2 separate regions of the Mus musculus genome follow, and region 2 is linked to region 1. A link is a contact called in public promoter capture Hi-C data. All regions are on one chromosome and are shown on one strand. Each heading gives the region's core, a stretch centred on a gene start, on an enhancer-like site or on the middle of the called end of the contact. The rest is flanking DNA. Distances are from core to core; before and after follow the strand shown. Region 1 holds the start of Lix1 (limb and CNS expressed 1). Region 2 overlaps Lnpep (leucyl/cystinyl aminopeptidase).

Region 1 (4,007 bases), core at 851-3,350:
CTGGAAAGGAAAGGATCTAACATTCTCGTATTCACACTCACTGGACAGAGCAGCGGCAGAGCAAGTGGTTCATTCCAGAGTAAGTCCACAATGACACATACTAATGTTGGGATTTTTGTTGTTAATGAACGAAATATATGAAATGTGACACAGTTTTTCCATATGGGAAAAAAAACATTCTGTGTGGCTTACAAGGGTCTCAGAAGAAAACAACAGCAAAAAATAAATAGCGTTCTTGCAAAAATTTTGGTGACAGACATTGTCCCTTTAACAACTCATAGTTTCTCTTCTAAACTGTATGCAATTGGAAGAAATTAGTTCAGCTTAAGAACTGGACCATACAACGTCATATTTGAACTTTTCTTTCCATTTCCTTTTATTTCTTCTGCTCTCCAAATTCTAGGTCTAAGTTCTTACAATTTATCCAAAGCTTTGGACATGCCAAAGCCTTTCACCCTTCACTAAGATTTGAATGCATTGAAGGAGAAAGACATTCTTTCCTTCTCTTTCACTGGGAGAAACATAGCAAGCCAGAATAGACGCCAGGCTAAGCTTGAAGATGGAGTGACTTTTATTATTTCTAACATAGCTATTGACAAATGCTTGAAGGCAACATTTTTTTTTTTAAACTGAGAAAGAAAGTAGCTTTCATTTTATGCCTTAGAGGACAGATTGGTTACAATTTAATTTCTAAGAGGGAAGTTTTATAGAATAAAGAGGCCAGACATTTCTTTCTCTCTCTGTCTCTCTCTCTCTCTTTCTCTCTCTGCTTTTTTTTCATCACACATATGAGAAATACAAGCTTCAGGGACATCTGGAAAGGGGCATTATTCACTAATCAGAAAGCAGAATCCAAACCACTGATACTTTGATGGAGACACACATCACTAGAGTCACAAGAAAGGAAGCTGTAACGTATTGCAGGCTAAAAACATTCCATATGCATTTTCACCTTTTGGGCAGATCCAAAGAGCAATTCTATTCCAGAAGCCCTTTGTAATCTGACACCCACTGTAGATAAGATACACTATGAAGATAGTCTGTTTTGCAGCAGCGAGAAATCAAATTGGTTCCAGAAGCGAACTTATATGACAAATGGTTTAATAGTATTGCTGGAATTGTAAAGATTGGCTGAATTATTTTTCATAATCATTTTAGAAAAAGATTTAAAAATAACTTTGCCATGCCATGTGGGGGTGGGGGTGGGGATGTCGGGAATGAGGCTGAAGTTAGAAGGCATCACATTTTATTGGCATTATAATTTGCTATTAAAATTTAGGAGCTCAGTGGTTAAAATTAAATTTTGTTTGCTACAATACTTTTAGATAAAACAATACCTGATTTAATGTGTCTAGTTATGGTGTGAAAGATTAAATAGATGAACAACGAGCAGTGCATTTTTTAATTATCATTTCCAAGTTATTTTTAGTTTTCATTGAGTTCCACTCAGCTTTGTTTTATTTAAAAAGCATCTGGAAAAGATCATTAAGACTTGGCAGGTTTTAGACTTTAGAAAAAGTCATCTACACAGTACTGTCTTGGCAAAACAGCCCAGAGTCTTGTGGGCGTAGGTAAAAGGAAAGCCTTCTCCTGGCTGAAGTCGGGAACAATTTAAATATTGCTTAGCCCACAGAACACGACTACAAAGATCTAGCAGAAATCGTAGTTAAACAAGATGTGACTAGACACTTAGGACTATTTTCTAAAAAGTCAGGGGGGGAAAAAAGGTTTTTTTTTTTTTTTTTCCTTCAGTACTTACAGTCTTTGAAGACCAAAGCCGGGTCTCTGTGAGGCAAGGCTTGGGCAATGATGTGCCTCAGAGATTCCAAGGTTCTGTCCATCTCGAGTCTGCCTGTGCAAGCCTCCTGCACAGTCTCCTCATGCCTGAATTCTTGCAGCTCTGGACTGAATTTGTGCAGCTCATTGATGCAGTGGATTACTAAAGAATCCCTTTTAACATCTGCCAATCAGACATTTCCCAGAATCTAAAGACCCTCAGGGCCCTCCTCTCAGGCTCACTTATCTTTGTTGTATGCTGAGCTAATTAGCCTGAAAGGCTGGCTGACAGGCTGGTTCCCATGGCTTCGTTCTGTTAAACACACCCACCTACAGGCAGGCTGGGGAAGCTCAGTCATCATGAGAACAGATTTCTTCTCCAACCAGATTTTGCCTGGATGCTGTGCTGCCTTCCCATTTGGGCATTTCTTTCAGCCTTCCTTCTTTAAATGTGCTGCCCCCGGAATAGGTACTCAAGAAGGCATCGTCCTGCAGGTTCCTAAATTACAAGGGGAAGGCTTGGGACTGCCATCATTGAATAACCACTACAACCAACAATCTAAATTCCCCTTTGGGAAAGAGGAACTATAAAGATTACGATTAGAGTGAGATAATGCATTATTTCTGAAATCAGAATCCTCCCTGCAATGACAGTCACTTCTGGTGAGCAGTAGCAAGCAATCCCTAGTGAACTCTTTTATACTTTGCCTGACCATATTTCTTTTTCTGTTACCCTCCAAGACAAATCGTTCCCAAGATTGACTTTAATTAATCCTGATATCATTCTCTCATAATTTATTCTGTTAAAAATTTAATGGTGAGATCTGGAGAAATGGCTCAGGGTGTCAGGACTCTTGTGAAAGCAAGAGAACTTAGTTCAAATTCCTGGCATGTAAGTGAAAGCAGGACATGGTTGCATATACATGGCTGCATGTACAGGTAACATTAGGGTCCGGAAGCTGAGACAGGTGGCTCCCAGGACATGTCTACCAGTCAATTTGGCAAAAATGGGTAGCTTCATATTCTCTGAAAGATGCTGTTTCAAAAACTAAGGTGGAGAGTGATAGAAGCTATCTACTATCATTCTCTGGAATGCTCTTACATACACACCTGCATAGACTACAGACACTACAACTACCACCACCACACCACCAGCCCACCACCACCACCAGCAACACCAAAAACAACAGCAGCAACAACAGTGACAAGAATTTCTATCGACTAAGAGCAAAAAGCAATACCTTTAAAAGAAAAGTTTAATAGAAAGTTATTAAAAGAACTCAGCAAATGAGACTCTTTCCTATCTCTACAGATCCGTACACATGTGTAAAATAACACTTTGACAAGAGACAAACATGTCATGTGATCACATATCACACTTCAGGAATATGTAATATCAGAAACAAACGAACCAACTTTACTAGCTGTATGCTCTTGTTGTTGAGGCGCTGTGAAGGACTTTGCTGCTTCATTTGAAGTTTTTTTTTTTTTTTTACACAGAACTCACAGATTGTTGTCTCATGTTCCTTCCAATCTTCACATTCCATTATTGTGAAACTAATTCTTTAAAGACTATATAAATAGAATGTCTTTCATGTGATCAATTTCTTCAGCTAGTTGTAGAAGGGTGGGCTTAATAAAAAACAGAGAAGGAAAAAGTAGCAGTGATAATAAATGCTATTATAATGATTATTCCTTGACAAATACCCACAGGAAATTTAGGCCACCCAGAGAAGAAATTCAGGATTGTCACATAGACAAAATGAAATGATACATAGATCTATTTATAGTTCATATATATGCTTGAACCTCATGTGAAGAGACTTACTTTGGGTCACAAAGTATGCTATATATGCCTTGCATCAAATTGTGAGCAGCAGGCATGAATGCTCACATGTGTGTTTGTGTGTGTGTGTGTTGCTGAAGACCAAACCCAGAGACTTGTACAGGCTTGGCAATTTATCTATCATTGAGCAATAACTTCAGGCCAGAAAAAAGTTACTGTCTGTAGTCTAAGAATTTTATTTTATTTATTTGTTTGTTTGTTTTTCGAGACAGGGTTTCTCTGTGTAGCCCTGGCTGTCCTGGAACTCACTTTGTAGACCAGGCTGGCCTCGAACTCAGAAATCCACCTGCCTCTGCCTCCCAAGTGCCCGGCATCCAAGAATTTTAAATTCATTTTTTTTTATTTTGTGAAAAGAGGTTCTTAGTTTCAAAAATAATCTGGATGA
Region 2 (4,007 bases), core at 638-3,137, 150 kb before region 1:
GGTAAACTGTTCTTGAGATTCACGCTGTATAAAATAGCTACATTTTCCTACTTATTCCTTACCATAGTCAAGTCTTAGTTGCTATAACAGAATAACAAACATAATTTAAAGGGAAGAAAGATTTATTTTAGCTCACAATTTGACAGGTTCCTGGCATCTGGGAGAAGAGAAGAAAAAAAAAAATTGGCAGATTATACCTGTCTGGAGACATTCCAGAGTAGTAACTCTCTTCCTCCAGACCCTCCCTCCCAAGTGCCCATTCCCTACCAACTTATCAGTGAGATAAGCAGTTCCTTGTCAGGGATAAATAAGATCCTCTAGCTTGGGACTAAGCTTTCAACAAATGAATGTAGAGAGACCTGTATGTGTGAACCATTGCCTGCCTTCCTCCCTCCCCCACTATGCATTCTCTTTTCCTGCTTTTCTCCCCGTCTCCACACTTCCCCCATCCCCTCTCTCCTGCTTTGCCTCTCTTCCTTTGCTTCTCCCTCCATCCATTCCCCTTCCCTCCCTCTTTCCCCCTCCTGCTCCTTCCCCTCCTTTATTCCCTCCCCTCCTCTATTCCCTCCTTCTCCCCCTCCCTTTCTTCTTTGTGTCCCTCTCCCACTCTGCCTCCTACTCCCCTCTGCATCTCTCTTACCTGTTTTTGCTGCACCGAATATTTTCCAGCACCTCAAACAGGCCATATTTGTGTCTAAACTCGTCTGTGTGCTATGCTTTCTCCTTGAAGAACACCCTGACTTCCCACTCCCTTGACTTCCTCCTTTTCATTCTTCAGCCCTTAGCTAAGCCAAGGCTCATTCCTCAAAGACCTCTGCATCCCAAGAAAAGATAGATTTCTAGTTTATAGTTTCAAATAACAGTATGTACTTTCTACTCAGAATATTCTGTAAATACTGTCTACTTGTGTCTCTACCCATGTTATATTTATCTCCCCTTGAGGGTAAATATTGTGGTTTATAAATCACATGCAATTGGTAAATTCACATTGGTGAATACTACTCACCTTAGTAGTAAGTGCATAAAGAATTAATGAATGAATAAATGAAATCATTCAATTATAATGTTGACTATAAAAACTTTCAAGAAAGAACATTTAAAGCCAAATGAAATGTCTTATTTTTCTTCATTGGTAAAACTCATAGTAAAAGGGAATATACAAAAAGGAATATAATTGTTGAATCTGCAGCTGGAACTGGCCTAATTTGACATAATTGTCACTAATAGTTCCCTTGTGACTGTTGCTGCTTTAATTTCTGCCAGTTCAGATTTTGAGTACACACTGAAAACATTCTACTCTTATAAGGAAATGCTTGACCCTAAGGATCCTAGAATCTTTTTGGCCCCTGACACCCCAATAGTAATTACTCTCAACTTAGTTGCAGTTTCTTTTTCTATCCTCAGAATGTAGTAGAGAATAATTATGGCACTATAAGATCCTCTGGTCTCTGAGGTGTACAGGAAGGCTCTGAGCTTGGTTTACTGGTTCAGTCACGTGCAATAAAGTCCATTTAGCATCTCTGTCACCTTTTCCCATACACGTTGTTTTTGAGTAATTGTTACACAAAATAACAAGCTAGAGAGGGTCATATTTTAGGTTATGCTAAAAAATTTTTACTTTGTCCTTCATTTCTGTTATCTACATTTTATATATATTTTTAAACCCAAAATATTTAACTACGCGATATTTAATTCGAACTGGAAATTGTATGTTTCTGGAAAAGTATGTCACCATTCGAGAAATATTTCTATGAAACTAGAAGATGTATCATTGGAAGGAAAAACAATTAGAAAGAAAAAAAAGGGAGGTGGTTTACTGCCATACTTTTATGTGCTGTTATCTTTGTTCCTACATAATAGGATAAAGAGGAAAGGAAGTGAAACAAAGAAGGCTGGGCTTTTGCTAGGGCTAAGCTGTATAGCATTCTAATCCGCTGGACGTCATAGTTCCTAATTTTATAGTAAGAACATGTATTTTTATTTCTTTGTTTCAGAACTCCAATATTTCTTCATAAAACAGTATTTGATTTTCATAGCTTATAGACAAATGGTTTTTAAAATCACAATTAGATTACTTTGTCAGAAATAATGGGGTTTTGCCATTTAAAATTAAATTGCTCAAACTTTATTATTTTACTTTACAATAAACTATGAAAACCAAACTGTTAATGTGTTATGATTATAATAAATTTAAAACTTATAAAAGTAGTCTCATATACATTTGAGCTAGCAACCAGTTTCATCCTTATATATAAAGCAATTATTTGTTCATACCTATGGTTTTGATGTCCTAGTTCATACTATATATGATAAACTTACTATCTCCTGCTGTTGGCTATGTTGCTAATATTCTGGCAACTTGATAACAGTCACAATTTGAAATATACTCTCTGCTGTATTTCTTCTCTCTCTTATCTGGAGTTGGTCAGGTTTGCAGAATAGTCCTTGCTCATCAGTGAAAATATTCATTATTCCACCATTCATGACCCCATCCACTGAAATGGAGGCCATGCTTAGCATTCCTTTTGAGGTCAGTGGAGATGGGGCTGTGTAATACCTCTTTCCTGGGCTTTATCTTTAAAAGCACCATACAAGATTATACTTGCTAACCCAAATATTGCTCCTTTTTGGATTAGCTAATGATATAATTATTCTCATCAGTTAGAAGCCTATTTGCAGTGGCCTAACCTGCAACCATGACTTTTTCCTTCACTAATAATTCCCAGAACTACATATTACCCTGAAAAAAAGAGTAATGTGAATTTATTTCACCTAATTGATACTTTCCATCTATTACTATGTCAAGAATAAAAAAGAAATAAATATTGAATCTTTTAATTAAAAGGACTGGTAGTTCTATTAGGACATAATTAGAATTATTTCCATCTTCAGAACATCTACAATATCAGCAAAATTAGTAATAAAAGGAGTCATCAGATAAAGTCTAATAATTTATGCTTTTGAACTTGATAAACTGTAAGTAAAACTTCAAGCACTAACCTATCTTTCATGTTAAAATGTGTTTCTAAAGCAATTTGTATGAAAATAATTCACTATATAAGTATTATGATAAGGAAAAAATTTAAATGTTTCAAAACAGGAAAAGGACTAAAGTGGGGCAAGTCCTGAAATGAAAAGTTGGCTATTTGGGCATTGCTTCTGAGGACAATGGAAATGAAGGGGTGGGAAGGTTAAAGGTGAAAATGCAGGATGAACATCAACACATGGAAGATAACTGTAGGAAATATGCCATTAATTCAAACAAGCATGACAGTAAATATATACTACATTATCATTGGGTTTAGATGAGTTTTTTTATATAATTAAAAAATGTATATTTTTACTTTAAGATCAGAAGATAATATATCATTCATATTTTAATGTGGTTTGAAGTTATTTGTTATGACCTTAGTCATTATGTATTCATTCATTTGATAAGGATTTGTAATCTCCTGCTAGGTGCCTCACTGTATTGACTGAGAAGTTAATAGTGAAGGATCAGTACATAGGGCTTGTAGCAAATCTTTACCTCAGGTCTTTCCAAGCATGACTCTCCTGCTGCATCTACATCCTTGTCAACTTTTAGGAACACTCTTATTAGTAAGTTTAGTGTTTAGTAACATAATTATTCATAATTTTAAGCATGTTGAAAATTCATCAGTATATTTTGTAGTCAGTTCCTTGTTTATACATTCTCTTTGCCAAAATCATAGGCATTTTTAACAATTCTCTTAGCACACACATACGTGTATACATATGCATATATACATATACATACATACATACATACATACATACACATATATATGTGTGTGTATTAAAAAATACATGCCACTATTCTGTTATTTTAACTCAACTATTTATCTTGTGCCTAACAAAACCTTAATTTTTTTCTAATGTTTATTTTGATAGCTTTGAATTATTTTCTAAATAATTTTTTAATAGTATAATAAAAGACAAAGGTTGAGATGGGACATACTTTGCATAATGTACCCACTGTTTTAGCT

Evidence for each region. Promoter capture Hi-C pulls out the DNA fragments that hold promoters and counts their contacts.
Region 2: a promoter capture Hi-C map of second pharyngeal arch cranial neural crest shows a contact between it and region 1. The contact joins the enhancer-like site here to the promoter of Lix1 in region 1. A contact is called at or near these places in 25 of 39 promoter capture datasets (the 3T3-L1 cell line, 3T3-L1-derived adipocytes, the C10 cell line and 14 more), 1 of 15 datasets of contacts at CTCF or cohesin (CD8 T cells), 23 of 484 Hi-C or Micro-C datasets (the C2C12 cell line, CD8 T cells, the G1E-ER4 cell line and 13 more), 17 of 115 datasets of contacts at active chromatin or transcription factors (acute myeloid leukemia, astrocytes, a beta-TC-6 cell line and 7 more) and 4 of 9 other capture datasets (adipose tissue, liver, macrophages and 1 more).

The regions. Positions count from the first base shown.
Region 1 is chr17:17,400,779-17,404,785 of GRCm38.p6, reverse strand. It overlaps Lix1 (limb and CNS expressed 1), which reads right to left and starts at 2,100. Exons shown (of 6, transcript NM_025681.2): 1 at 1,760-2,100. The coding sequence starts at 1,841.
Region 2 is chr17:17,547,046-17,551,052 of GRCm38.p6, reverse strand. All of the region lies in intron 11 of Lnpep (leucyl/cystinyl aminopeptidase), which reads left to right. Among named protein-coding and RNA genes, the nearest start is that of Gm41537, 58 kb to the right of the region's middle. Within about 2 kb of position 1,887, at least 3 of the 459 cell types and tissues checked have an H3K27ac peak or open chromatin away from gene starts, as enhancers often do. A contact at or near this core is called in second pharyngeal arch cranial neural crest, where this site is marked.